3 separate regions of the Mus musculus genome follow, and all the other regions are linked to region 1. The links are chromatin contacts, called in public HiChIP or PLAC-seq maps. All regions are on one chromosome and are shown on one strand. Each heading gives the region's core, a stretch centred on a gene start, on an enhancer-like site or on the middle of the called end of the contact. The rest is flanking DNA. Distances are from core to core; before and after follow the strand shown.

The links. HiChIP or PLAC-seq counts read pairs in DNA pulled down with a chosen protein or histone mark.
Region 2: an H3K4me3 HiChIP or PLAC-seq map of forebrain shows a contact between it and region 1, with 6 times the contacts expected there. The contact joins the enhancer-like site here to the promoter of Slc9b2 in region 1. A contact is called at or near these places in 11 of 39 promoter capture datasets (the 3T3-L1 cell line, the C10 cell line, the HPC-7 cell line and 7 more), 5 of 15 datasets of contacts at CTCF or cohesin (the NIH/3T3 cell line, embryonic stem cells, hippocampal excitatory neurons and 2 more), 89 of 484 Hi-C or Micro-C datasets (the 3T3-L1 cell line, 3T3-L1-derived adipocytes, the 4T1 cell line and 62 more), 20 of 115 datasets of contacts at active chromatin or transcription factors (the NIH/3T3 cell line, bone marrow-derived dendritic cells, bone marrow-derived macrophages and 13 more) and 3 of 9 other capture datasets (embryonic stem cells, liver and macrophages).
Region 3: a contact with region 1 is called in an H3K27ac HiChIP or PLAC-seq map of embryonic stem cells, with 4 times the contacts expected there. The contact joins the promoter of Nfkb1 here to the promoter of Slc9b2 in region 1. A contact is called at or near these places in 9 of 39 promoter capture datasets (the C10 cell line, the HPC-7 cell line, cranial neural crest and 5 more), 1 of 15 datasets of contacts at CTCF or cohesin (the NIH/3T3 cell line), 1 of 484 Hi-C or Micro-C datasets (nephron progenitors), 22 of 115 datasets of contacts at active chromatin or transcription factors (bone marrow-derived dendritic cells, bone marrow-derived macrophages, cardiomyocytes and 17 more) and 3 of 9 other capture datasets (adipose tissue, liver and macrophages).

The regions. Positions count from the first base shown.
Region 1 is chr3:135,305,272-135,309,422 of GRCm38.p6, reverse strand. It overlaps Slc9b2 (solute carrier family 9, subfamily B (NHA2, cation proton antiporter 2), member 2), which reads right to left and starts at 1,723. Exons shown (of 13, transcript NM_178877.6): 1 at 1,642-1,723. The region is part of intron 1 of Gm46826 (a long non-coding RNA gene); the gene reads left to right.
Region 2 is chr3:135,728,892-135,733,042 of GRCm38.p6, reverse strand. No RefSeq gene overlaps it. Among named protein-coding and RNA genes, the nearest start is that of Nfkb1, 39 kb to the right of the region's middle. Within about 2 kb of position 2,007, at least 57 of the 459 cell types and tissues checked have an H3K27ac peak or open chromatin away from gene starts, as enhancers often do. A contact at or near this core is called in B cells, the C2C12 cell line, CD8 T cells and 11 more, where this site is marked.
Region 3 is chr3:135,689,449-135,693,599 of GRCm38.p6, reverse strand. It overlaps Nfkb1 (nuclear factor of kappa light polypeptide gene enhancer in B cells 1, p105), which reads left to right and starts at 2,053. Exons shown (of 25, transcript NM_008689.2): 1 at 2,053-2,477.

The sequences.
Region 1 (4,151 bases), core at 474-2,973:
TCTTCTTCTTCTTCTTCTTCTTCTTCTTCTTCTTCTTCTTCTTCTTCTTCTTCTTCTTCTTCTTCTTCCTCTTCTTCTTCTCCTCCTCCTCCTCCTCCTCCTTCTCCCCTCCCTCTTCCCTTCTCCTCCACCTCCTCTTCCTCTCCTTCCTCCTCCTCCTCCTCTTCTTCTTCTTTAGACATGGTCTCACTATATAGCTCTGGCTGTTTTGGAACTCAGTCTGTAGGCCAGGTTGGCCTCAAACTCACAGAGATCCACCTGCTTCTGCCTCCCAAGTGATGGAATTAAAGTTGTGAGTCACTACATCTGGCTTATCCTTTCTCTCTCTCTTTCTTTCTTTCTTTCTTTCTTTCTTTCTTTCTTTCTTTCTTTCTTTCTTTCTTTCTTTCTTTTTTTAAATTCTGTCTTCACACACACCAGAAGAGGAAATCAGATCCCATTAGAGATGGTTGTGAGCTACCATGTGGTTGCTGGGAATTGAACTCAGGACTCTTAACTACTGAGCCATCTCTCCAGCTCTCCTTCTGGCTCATTCTTAATTCCTCTTGTGGGTACTCCAAAAGGGCTGAGAATATAGTTGATGGGGTTGTAACCCTAAAGACTTTTTATGCCAGAAAATATATAACATGCCCTAGTCAGTGGGTTGGTGAGTTTTTTGTCAACTTGACATAAACTAGAGTCATCTGGAAAGAGGAAATCTAAATTAATAATATGCCTCCATCAGATTGGCATGTAGACAAGTGTGACAAGACATTTTCTTGACTAATGTTTGTTGGGGGGTAGGGCCCAGACCACTGTGGGTCCCCATGGCGGTCCTGGAGCCTATAAAAAGGCAAACCGAGGTAGCCATAGAGAGCAAACCTGTAAGCAGCATCCCTCCATAGCTTCTATTTAGTTCCTGCCTTGAGTGTCTACCGCAAATTCCCTTCTTTGGACTGTGAGCCTGTGATATGAAATACATCTTTCTTCCCCATGTTGCTTGTGCTCCTGGTGTGTATCACAGTTACAGGGGGCTGTCACTTTGCCCACGTCCCCAGAGCAGCGTGCATGCTCAGGATCTAAAGTCTTGTTTAGGCATACTCTGATCCCAGAGCTGCGTTCTGAACTCCTGGAGGGTGGAAACGGTATGCAATCCACACGTGATTATCTCCTGTGCCTGCTTAGCTCAGAGAAGACATGCAGGTGTCTGCTGAACCTTCAAACCTATGAATCGGTAATCCAGCACCCACCCACGATGCAGCATCTGTATCTGCTAAGGGGCGGGGCCGTCTCAGAGGGAAAAGAGAGTAGACCTGCTCCAGGCAACTGCTCCACGGTCCACCTTACTTGCTGGGGGCTTAAAGCTCCCTGCCGTTAATGTTTTGGTGAAATCAATCTCACCGGAGTCTGAGCAAGTGTGTGACAAGAAGCTGATGCCTGGCAAGTAAGAGGGCTACAGCTCACGTGCTCTGAGCAGGCATCACATTGTCTAGGGTCTAGACTTGAAGATCCTCAGCACCCAGTCCAAAAACTGAGAGCTAAAACAAAAACAAGGAAAACCCCCGCTCGAACACACACACACACACACACACACACACACACACACACACACACATTCCCGTACCAGCTATGCGCATGGGTTGTTTGCTCGGTGCTACTCACCTCATTGCTGGCAGTCTGCGCAGGCCTCCTGGCTTCCGTTGAGTGGGAGTTGAGCCTAGGTTTACCAAGGCGTGCTAGGTTAGGGCGGTGCTGTGGCTGGGGGCCGGCGGAAAACAGGGAGGTCCAGTGGCGCGGGGCGGGGTAGGGAGGGGCGGGGCAGGGAGGGGCAGGGCGGGGCACACTCTCAGTTCAGGGCTCTGCTCATTCAGCCAGAGGGAGACCCTGGCCCACGCGCCCCAGCTTCCAGCAGCCTCTGGCCACCTCTCAAGGCTAAGAGCAGCAGGCTCTCTCACTGTTCCTGAATCTCCTAAATTCTGTAATCCGACGCAAATTCCAGGACTCTCAGTGTCTTCTCACAGGCAGGGTTCTTTCCTTCAGGTGACAAATGGCGGAGTGAAACCTTGGGCCAGTGTCTGTCACTGTGAGCCTCTTGCTATGTTGTTTTACTGTAACGCTCCCTCCCATCAGCCATTTAATTTTTTATTTCTGACTTCCAGTTTGGTGTCTTCCTCCCTCCCCCCCCCTCCCCGTTTAAATCGGAGTTGGAGTTTGTTAGGAGATTTTAACATAGATTTTAAATATTAGGGGTAAGGGGATGAAATTCTCCCAAGCAGAAAGATACATCCAAGTCCAAGTGGGGGTTTATGAGCATCTCAAAGGAGTTGCTCTCGTCCATTATCTGGTCTTACTCTTTGAGCAAGTGCTAAGTTCAGTCTTGGATTTCAAGCATGCAGGTGTATTAAGCACATTTCTATTCCAGACAGAAATCCTCCGAATGAACCTAGGCTCCATCCAGTACCCTTTCTCAGAGGAAATGAAATGATTCTTTTCCTAAAACGAACTCATTTTCTAAAACTTGCAAAAATTTCCATTCTCATTGGCTTCCTCTTCCTGCAGAACTAAGACATATTTTCCTCCCCCAACCCTTTGGTCATATGATGTTCATTTGATATGCCTTGATTTTATTGGCGTGAGTGGAAAACATTGAACTTTTGGGCTAGATTCACTCTGGTTTCATTGCTTGTAACCTCTGAGCTCTGACAGAAGTAACGGAACATCTCTCTGTTGCAGAGGTCACTGTGTTTAAACGAATTCATTTGTTTTTAACTATGTGTGTTCCTGCTCACAACACACATGATGCTCTACTCCTGAAGGGACTCTGGTCAGCTTGAGGTGGCAAGCATGGCTCAGGCATTTCCCTCTGCACTGCTAAAACCATTAGATTCCATTCCTAAAGCTAGCCACCTAGGCTCATTCCCTTAATTGGCCACTTCTTTCTCCTGAGGCTGACTACCAAGGTCCAACTATCAAAGGATTGAAGTCCAGCAATTGAAAGCCCCTTCGGTTCATCTAATTAACATGCCTGATTAAAATTAAACACTTCATCCTAACATGAGGTTTCCCCTTGTACCTTAAACTGCCATTTTCCTGTATGCCACATCTGTCACCTCTCTATCCAGAGGCAGTCCTTGATCACCTTCTGGGATAAATATCCCTGCCCCCTCTCCCTTGTCTTTTATCTCCTATCTTTGAGTCTTACTCCCTGCCCTCTGTTTCTCTGGAGCAAATAAATCTTTGTGCTGGGTACTTGGTCCTAGAGGTCCTGAGTAGATACTTTTTCTAGGAACTCCACTGTTCCATTCATTCATTCACTAGGTAAGAAGTTACAGCATTTTGATTATAATAATAATAAAAAAAACCCAAGACAAAACAAACAAAAGTCAAAGCATTTAGCCTAAATTCCTAATTTCATAAACTAAAGAACTAGGCATGGTGGCACAGTCTATATTGTGCCTCAGCACCTCAGCAATCCTGAGGCAGGGGAATGGTGAGATAAAAGCCAGTGTGAGCTACCTAGTAAGAAGCTGATTTCTAAAAACAAAGACCAGAAACTAAAGCAAAAAGGACAGGGCAAGCTGGGTGGCTGGGTCAGTCTGTCATTTGCTCGTGGAACACCTGACCAGAGCGCTAACGACCTTATCATGGGAGTCGTTGGCAGAGCTAGTCCAAGCACCCATTTGTTGTGAATTTCGATTCAAATCCATCATCTGCACCATCTTCATACGTGGAGTTAGCCCTTCACTGTGAGCCTACAGTTATCCTGGCTAATGCAGTCTCTCTGAGAAAAGGCAGAGAGTAAGGAGCTGGTTTTGATATGATCTTTTGAGGTAACAACAAACAGCTTGCACACACAACCTTAAAGCTGAAAGAAACCACTTGTAAAGAATGCTTATAGAGTTATCATTCATAAATTCACATAAACTTCTAGAATAATTTTTTTATTTCACTTGTCTCAGGTTACTGATTTACTTACATTTATGCAGAGCCTACTTTCTAATTCATGTGCTGTTGTTATCCTGGAAACCAGTGAAAAAACATCTCTGAACTTAATCTCCAAAAATCCTCTCAAATTGACCGTATTGCACGTTAATTATATATTCTTAGCTCCATATTGGATATAATTGCTGATTTTAATAAGCAATGTCTAGACTAAGAAAACAGCACTTAAT
Region 2 (4,151 bases), core at 758-3,257, 420 kb before region 1:
TTAGCTAGGGTTTATGGTGCTGTGACAAGACTCCATGACCACAGCAACTCTTAGCAAAGAAAACTCTTATCCGGGGCTGGCTAATGGGTCAAAGGTTTAGGTATCATTATGGCAGGAAGCGTGGTGGCGACCTGACAGACATGGTACTGGAGAGTGTTAGCTGGAAGTTCTATATTTGGATCAGAAGGCAACAGGAAGAGAGAGATACTACTGGACCTGGCTTGAGAGTTTGAAACCTCAAAGCCCCACCCCCCAGTGACCCACTTCATCCAACAATTCCATACCCACTCCAACAAAGCCACACCTCCTTATAGCACCACTCCCTATAAGCCTATAGGGGCCATTTTCATTCAAACCATCACCCTGTTCCAGTATCAGTAGTATCTAGATGGATTCACTATAATTACTTCTTCACCAAAAATATATTAGACATTATAGTAGACATCATAGGTGGGATGTGTTTCATCCTTAGGGTTAATAGATAGATAATACATATCATATTGATAATAATTTCCAAGTTACATTTGATGTTTAGATATGCATAGGGGTACAATTGTTTGAATTACTGTTGTGTTTATCCATCATTAATATATGTTGTGTGGATGGTTGGATAAGTGTGTACATGCCTGACACAGCAGGCAGGTAGAGATTGGAGAGTGATGCGCTGGAGTGGCTTCCTTCCACCGTGTGTGTGTGTGTGTGTGTTTGTGTGTGTGTGTGTGTGTGTGTGTGTGTGTGTGTGTGCTGGGTATCGACCTCACTCAGGTCAGGCTTGGTCGCTGTGTTTTTGAACATTGATTTATTTTATTCTTCTTTGGGTGGGAGAGAACGTAAGTTGATTACATCTGTTTCTGCTTGTTAGAGTAGATGGAGGACACTTCACTTGCCACTGTGACTGGCACCAACTTTGATGGGACTAAAATCAAACGAGACTTAAAGCATCCATAGAATAAATCAAGCATTCTTCCGTAAGTGATTCCCTTTTTTAATCTTTCTATTTTAGCGTTGTTGGGTTCCCCCCCCCCCCTTGGATCCATCGTCAGTCCCTCCGCCTTGAGTCCTCACCTCAGCCCAACGTCCTTCCTATGTGATAAGGTTTTTAACCAGATCAGGTGCACAGAAATAGAAGTTACCACCGCACTTTCTAAGCATGGTGAAGCCCTGTTATAAACTAGTCAATCTGGCTGGTCTAGTTGTTTTCCTTTCTTTGTGCGGGCGAGGTGTTGAGTCTTTGTATTGCGTATCTGTACACATGCTTTAAATTTTTTCTTCATGTTGAGATCGTTTGAGAAAAATGTGGGTGGGGCGAAAGAAGATTCTGCTCTAAACTATTTAAAACCTTAAATCTTCAAACCTCAGGAGATAAATACAAGGTATTTAAGACTCCCATGAGTCATAGACTAAGAAAAAAAAATCTTAACCTGGAAAGAAAGAAATAATGTTTTCACCACATCTAACAAGATGTTCTGAGCTGTGGCTTTAATGTACATGTCCACGGCGCCACCTAATGGCTGGATCAATCTTAAAACTATCTCTCAATACAGTTAACCAGGTAATTCTCGAAATTGGGCATGAGGTGGCGCTAGAGTTCTTCTTAGATGAGCTCTGAAAGCCTTTACAAAGCAAGCTCACATTCAAGGGCATCCACCAGGGCTACACAGAGAAATCCTGTCTCGAAAAACAAAAACAAAAATAAAAACATAGAAATCGCAACAAACCACAACCTTACCCTAAAGTCGTGAACATTCACTAACTTATCCCGTTTCCTTTTTATCATATTTTTTTATTTTTTATTTATTTTATTTTTATTTTTATTTTATATTTTATTTTACTACTTTATTCTGTTGATGAATAAAAATCTACCTTGAAATACAAATCCACAATGTGTCATTTAGGAGGTGACTCAGGTCCGTCACCTGAACCGTCTGTGTCCCCACAAGGGTGGGAATGCAACTGTCACTGTCACTGTCACTGTGTGAGTGAAGCCTTCCTTAGATTCCATTACAGAACGAGGTAAAGCGCTGAAGAGTGATAGCAGTAGTAATGGTGATTGACAGCTGGGCGTGTCCCCACTGAACACTGAATGAGTAAAGCCACACTTTCTAAGGGAAAGCAAAGGAGACTGACCGTGCATTCTGACCACCGACCAAAGCTGCACCATTTGTCCGCATAAAGCGATGGAGGGATGAGAAAAATGAAAGAAAGGAGAGAGCAGCATTATAAATAACTAATGTAAGCAAATACTGTTAGTCCTTCCAGCTCACAGATGGTGATGGATAGTTTCCAGAATATGGCTTGAATGTGGCTCTAGTGCCCAACTGATAGCTCCTTGGAATGTCCAAGTGTTGGTTGGTATTGTAATTCATTTAGACAGGGGGGGAGAAGGGGGAAAGGAAGGAAGGAAGGGAGGGAGGGAGGGAGGGAGGGAGGGAGGGAGGATAAATTTCTTCTCATCAGGGTCATTCTAAGACCCAGATTCCCAGAGTGACTGACCTCAGTGACTGCCACACCCTAAGAAACAATTCTTTCCACACTTCCAGCCCCTGCAAAGTCTCTACAATAAAAATGGCAAGTCATTTTAGCCACATAGAAAACATGATGCATGTGTTCGCTCGCTATATTCGGGAATCCAATTATACACTGTTTTCTGTGAGATGCAGCATGGCAATCATAAACCGTTTCCTTCTCAAATGAACACTCGTATCAGCATCTCCAGCTCACCCCACAGCAATGTTAGGGAGCAGTGGGTGGGAGGAAATGGGCGTCTGTTCCCCAACCGACCACTATTTAAAACCATGGCTTACACATTTGTGGATTGCTGAATGTGTGTTCACGATATAGTTTCACAGAGTGACTTTCAGATCTTGGAATTAACCCTTCTTGAGTTTAGCACACATAGGTAGACATGTACATATCCTGGAAATATAGATACCCCAAGGAGCATATGTCATAAACACTTTATGGCAAAGAACATCCCAGATAGCCAAAATGAAGGGCCTGGCTATCACTTCCTGTGAGTGCTCGGAGCGCTCTCTGGCTGCTTGTGCCATAGCCTCTGGGTAACAAGGAATGTTTGCAACTTCTTCAAGTCCAGGCTGCATCATCACAACAACCATTTTACTCACCGAGACAAAAAAATCAGATGTCAGCTATCTGCTTCATTGGCATATCAGGAAATAAAAAGCCATTGCCACTGTAAGAAACCCTGACCTGTTGAAATGCCTTGGAGGCGTGCCTCGGTGCTAATTAAAATAATAGACACTGTCACATGAGGCAGTTATTTTCCAGAAAACAGCTGACGTGTTCTGTGTTCAGCTTGGCAAAACTCCTGGCCAGTTTCGCAACAATGTTTATTCCAGGCTGAGATCATTTTAATAGGAAAAGGGGGGATAAAAAAGAAGGAAAAAGAAAGGAAGGATGGAAGAGACTGAGAAAGAGAGGGGAAGAAATCAGAGAGAGGAGAGATGGGGAGACAGTAAAGAGGGAGGGAGGAAGAAAGAATTCTTAGGTAATTGAAAAGCGTTTCACGGTGTCTTTCAACATTATCATCAGACACCCTCCCAATCCTGTAATGAATTTTTCCAAATTACAGAGATGATGTATTTTTACGAGAGATTATGAATATAAAGTACCTTAGCCTCAGTATTAACGAATAGTGTTACATTGGCCCAAGGTGAGGTATGAAAGAACATAATAATCTCCTTAGTTCACACATGTGATTGTAAAGAAAACTGAGTCACAATGAAAGTTTATATTTGCAAAGCTTTACAGAGAGGAAAACACAGAGCAAACATTTAAGAATACAGAAAGCCAAGGCCATAGATTACAGGCTCCATTCTGGCGGCTCCTGAGACCTGTGGCCTCTTTGCTGTGTCCTGGAGCTGGGCTGCCCAAGCAAGCACAACCGCTCACACACCCAGGGAGAGTGGGGCTTTGCCAAGCAGGGCTGATATGCCGGTCCTGTCTGGTAAGAAGATCCCAACGTGCTCCTCCTGGCACACGGTTTGCTTCTGACTTCTGAGTCCCAGCGGAGGCAAAGAGGGCAAACTCTTCTTCATTGTTTTATTCAGAGTTTGGCATGCTCCCTATGGAGAAAGTGGAAATTGCTTTCTTGACTTTAGTGTGCAGGGGTCTATTTAGGGATTGAGATT
Region 3 (4,151 bases), core at 804-3,303, 380 kb before region 1:
ACACCTTTACCACACAGACACCTGCGCCACACAGACACCTTTACCACACAGACACCTGTGCCACACAGACAACTGCGCCACACAGAGATCTGTGCTACACAGGTACCTGCAACGCTTAGACACAGGTGCCTGTGTAGCACAGGCACCTGTAACACTCAGACACACACACACACACACACACACACACACACACACACACACACACACAGAGTGAGAGAGAGAATTTAAAATAAATCTTTTAAATAAAAGAAAGGCAGGTCTCTTTGGATCCAGATGAGAGGAAGCACAGGGAAGGGGTTGACACGATAATGAAGCACGACTGAAATGCTGCAGCCAAGCCTAAGAGGGCAGGCATTGCCGCAGCCACCAGAGGCAGGGGCCAGGCAAAGGATTTCTGTGGAGTGTGGCCTTGGCAACCACATCTGAATGTCAGACCTCTTGCAGCAAGGACTGTGAAGGAACAAATCCCTGACATTGGTTTCTGTTGCCACAGACATAGGAGCCTAGTCTACCTGCTTCCCACACAGGCTTCTGTTTTAGGTATATCCCATGGGATCATTTGGAGCTTGAAGTTTAACTAGATACTTCTTGCTGATGAACAGTCTTCAACTTGTGTTCTAGTAGTATATCCCATTGCCTCTACCTTTGTAACAGTCTTATTTATGTGCCTTTGACAATGGGACTGCCCCACCTTGCAGACTGTAGAGTTTTCCCCATCCCACCTAGTCCTCAGAGGAAAGACAAACACTTTATACTTTGTTGTTTCACCAGAGCTTTCAGGCTTTGTATTTATATCATCAGGGAAAAGAATCATTTTATATACTATATAGCAATGTGCTAAATAGTAACAAGGACACAGTTCTTGCCCTCTCCCCCTCCCCCTCCCTCTGTCCCCCCCACCCCCACTCTCTCTCACAGAGGTCTGTGTTTGTCACTTTCTGTCACTCAGCGCTTGGCTTTGTTAGTTATCCAATGAGTTCCAGGTCCAACTGTCCGCTGAGGTTACAGATACCCCCACCTGCAGGAATGCTAAAGATCCCAACGACCACTCTGTTGAGTCATTTCCCAGGCCCGTAGGTTACAATTTCTAATGTCCCATAAATAATAACAACCATCGTTGTCTTCCATCTATAGGAAGCCTCTGAACTCTAGATGGCAAAACGGTCTCTACAATTTAATGATATAGCTTTAAGGTTGATTACAGGGCTCTTTAAGGTCACTTAAAGACTCTCTAATATACAGTGTGGGGGGGGGCACCTGTGTTTCCCTCAACAACATCCCACTGAGAGGGTTTTTTATAACTTCATAAGTGGAACGCTGAGCGGAGGGTTAAGTACCAAAATAAAACTGCATGCTCACTACCTGATTGATCCCTGGCCTTTCAAAGTTGTATTTCCACTTGAACTCAGTAGTGAGACCCCCGAACTCTAAAATAGGTTTAAGTCAAAACTCACTTGGGAGCTACCTAGCCCCAGGCTGTCATTCCTGGCCCATGGAGGCACTTTGCCCAAAGAATAAAGACGCTCAAATGCTCGCAAACGGTCATCAGTGGGAGGCCTCTCCAGAAAAATAACCTCCCTTGAGCCGGATAAGGATTTATGAGCTGTGAACCAACACTGCGGGTCTCACTGTCGCTCTAATTCCATCCACAGCGATGATCACACAGGCCGGACAATGCGCTGTGGCTGAAATAATCGAGCGGATTGAAGACTTCATCCAGACCCAATATAAATTCATGGTTCTCTGGAGAGAACCTCAGCTACGATCTCGAAATTCCTGTCCGCTCTATGGAGCGATCTGAGTGTAGCCGAGACCCCCAGAGGAGGGAACAAGCAGATGAGATTGACTTTTGTGCCCAGCGCGTGGGGACCAGGCCGGTCTCCCGTGGCCTCCAGCTGTCCGGGCCTGCCCTTGGGCTGCGGGCGCCTCCCGGGGGCGTCGCGGCCGCCGCGGGGCTTGGGGTTCGGGGCGCCGGGTCGGGGCGCGCGGGCTTCCCCCACCCCCGGAGGCGACCCCACCTCCCGCCCCCGCTGTGCGCGCGCGCGTGGGTCCGTCCGTCTGTCTGCTCTCTCTCGACGTCAGTGGGAATTTCCAGCCAGGAAGTGAGAGAGTGAGCGAGAGAGGACGAGAGAGAAGTACCGAGGCGAGCCGGGCAGGAAGAGGAGGTTTCGCCACCCGAGCAGCCCGGCTGCGCGCTGACGGCTTCCCGTGCCCTGCGCGCCCCCGGCCTGCCGCCGCCGCCGCCGCCGCCGCCGCCCTCGGCCTGCTCGCGGGCCGGCTCTAGCAGCGCAGGCCGGAGCTCAGGGCCCCGCCGCGCCCGGCCCGCCCCGCGCTTCTCCGCCCGCGCCGCAGCCATGGCGCGCCGCTGAGCCGCCCGCCCGCCCGCCCGCGCCCCGACCCGGCTCGGGCTCCCGCCGGTCCGCGCCGCTCCGCAGCGGGAGCCCGCAGGCGAGGAGAGGCCGCGCCGCATCTCCAGGGTAAGCCCCGGGGCAGGTAGAGGAACGGAGCCGCCAGCTCTCCGCACCACGGTGCAGCGGGTCCCACTGGCTCGAAGCTCCCGGGGTTCGGGGGGGGACTAGGGGAGAGCCCCAAGCAGGAGTCGCGGATCGAGCGGCCCCGGCTGCGGGGAAAGGGCACATCCGCACTGGGCGGCCCCGAGGCCTTGCGGGCCGGCTGGCGGGGCCCTCGGCGTCTCCGCGGGCGGGAACGGGAAGCGGAGAGGAACTCTTGCAAAGTTTTAGAAAGATGTACCCAAGCCCCTGCGGCGGGGTTGGGGTGGGGTGGTGGCGGCCAGGCTGAGGTCCGCCACCGGCCTAGGACAGATAGAAAGGTGCTTGGTGCAGTGCACAGCCAGATTTCACCAAAGGGCGGTCAGTGAAATGAAAGCAGAAGTGCCTGTCAGTCCTCCTGGCTGGCAAAGCCCTTCCCAGCTCCTAAGAATCAGTCCCTCGGGAGAACCTGGGGCCCACTTACCAATCTGAGATAGACACCCCCCCCTCCCCATACACACACATATCATGCATTCAGCTGCCAAATCTCAACTTTGATTTTCAAAATAATAAGGAGGGCCTCACACCGATTCTCCAGGGCTGGCATTTGAGAGAGAAATTACCTACTAATAGCACCTTTCAGACTTTTGATTACGGGGAAACTCTAGGATAATGGCACCATGTTTTGTGCCTGACCTCCAAAACAGAAAACGATACAAACATGACGCCTCTGCTACATGTAGGCTTCCTTCGGTCTTCTGAGACAGACACCAATCTTGGCTCTGTTTATGGGTCGAGTCTAAAACTTAAGTGGGACAAATGATAAAAAGATTTCATCATCTAGATTTAATCTGTTTTGTTTTTTTAATGAACTTTTAAAAGTAAAGGCCAACACTGCAGCTTTCTAAGTAAGCATATTTAACTAAAATTTTTGTTGTTTTAGGGCTGAGAACAACTTGTGGTGTTTATTAACATTTGATGGCTATGGCATCAAATACTGGGGCTCAGACTGGTGGTTAGTACTAAAGATGGAGATGGTGATAGAGTTGGGTGGCTTTCTAGAGGACTCTTCAGCTGATTGTTCTTGGGTGGCAAAAAAAAAATGCATTAATGTTCGTCAGACCTTAAAAAGAGAAACTTGATTAAAGTAAGGTCCTTGCTGAAGTGGGTTTTTTTCCCCCTGATTTTAATATTGCGCTTTCTAGAGATGGAACCTCTTGCTGTTTGATGCACGAAAAAAATATGTAAATTATTTACATCGAAGTCCTTTGCTTTGCATATGAACTTGAGAGGCCTGGAATTTAAAAAGCTGTGCTTCCTGTTGCATTTAACATTTCTCACCCCACTGGATGACTACAAGAACACACATATTGATGGGAATGTGAACTCGGCAACTCTGGTCCCTGTTGATACTTCTGGGAGTCTCTTGCTAGCTTAGAGAAAATGTCTTCTTGGCTTAAGACACTGAGTAAACTTGAACACAAAAGAAGGCTTCTCTGTACACTTAATGCTGGCACTAAAATACTACACTTGCTGGGAAACGCTAACCACTTCAAAACCAAAAGACTTTTAAAGAAAGTTGTTTAATCCTGTTAAAGGTTGGTGGCACCCTGATTATCTCTGTTATCTCTTATCTCTGTTCAGAAATTCAGTTGCCTCTTG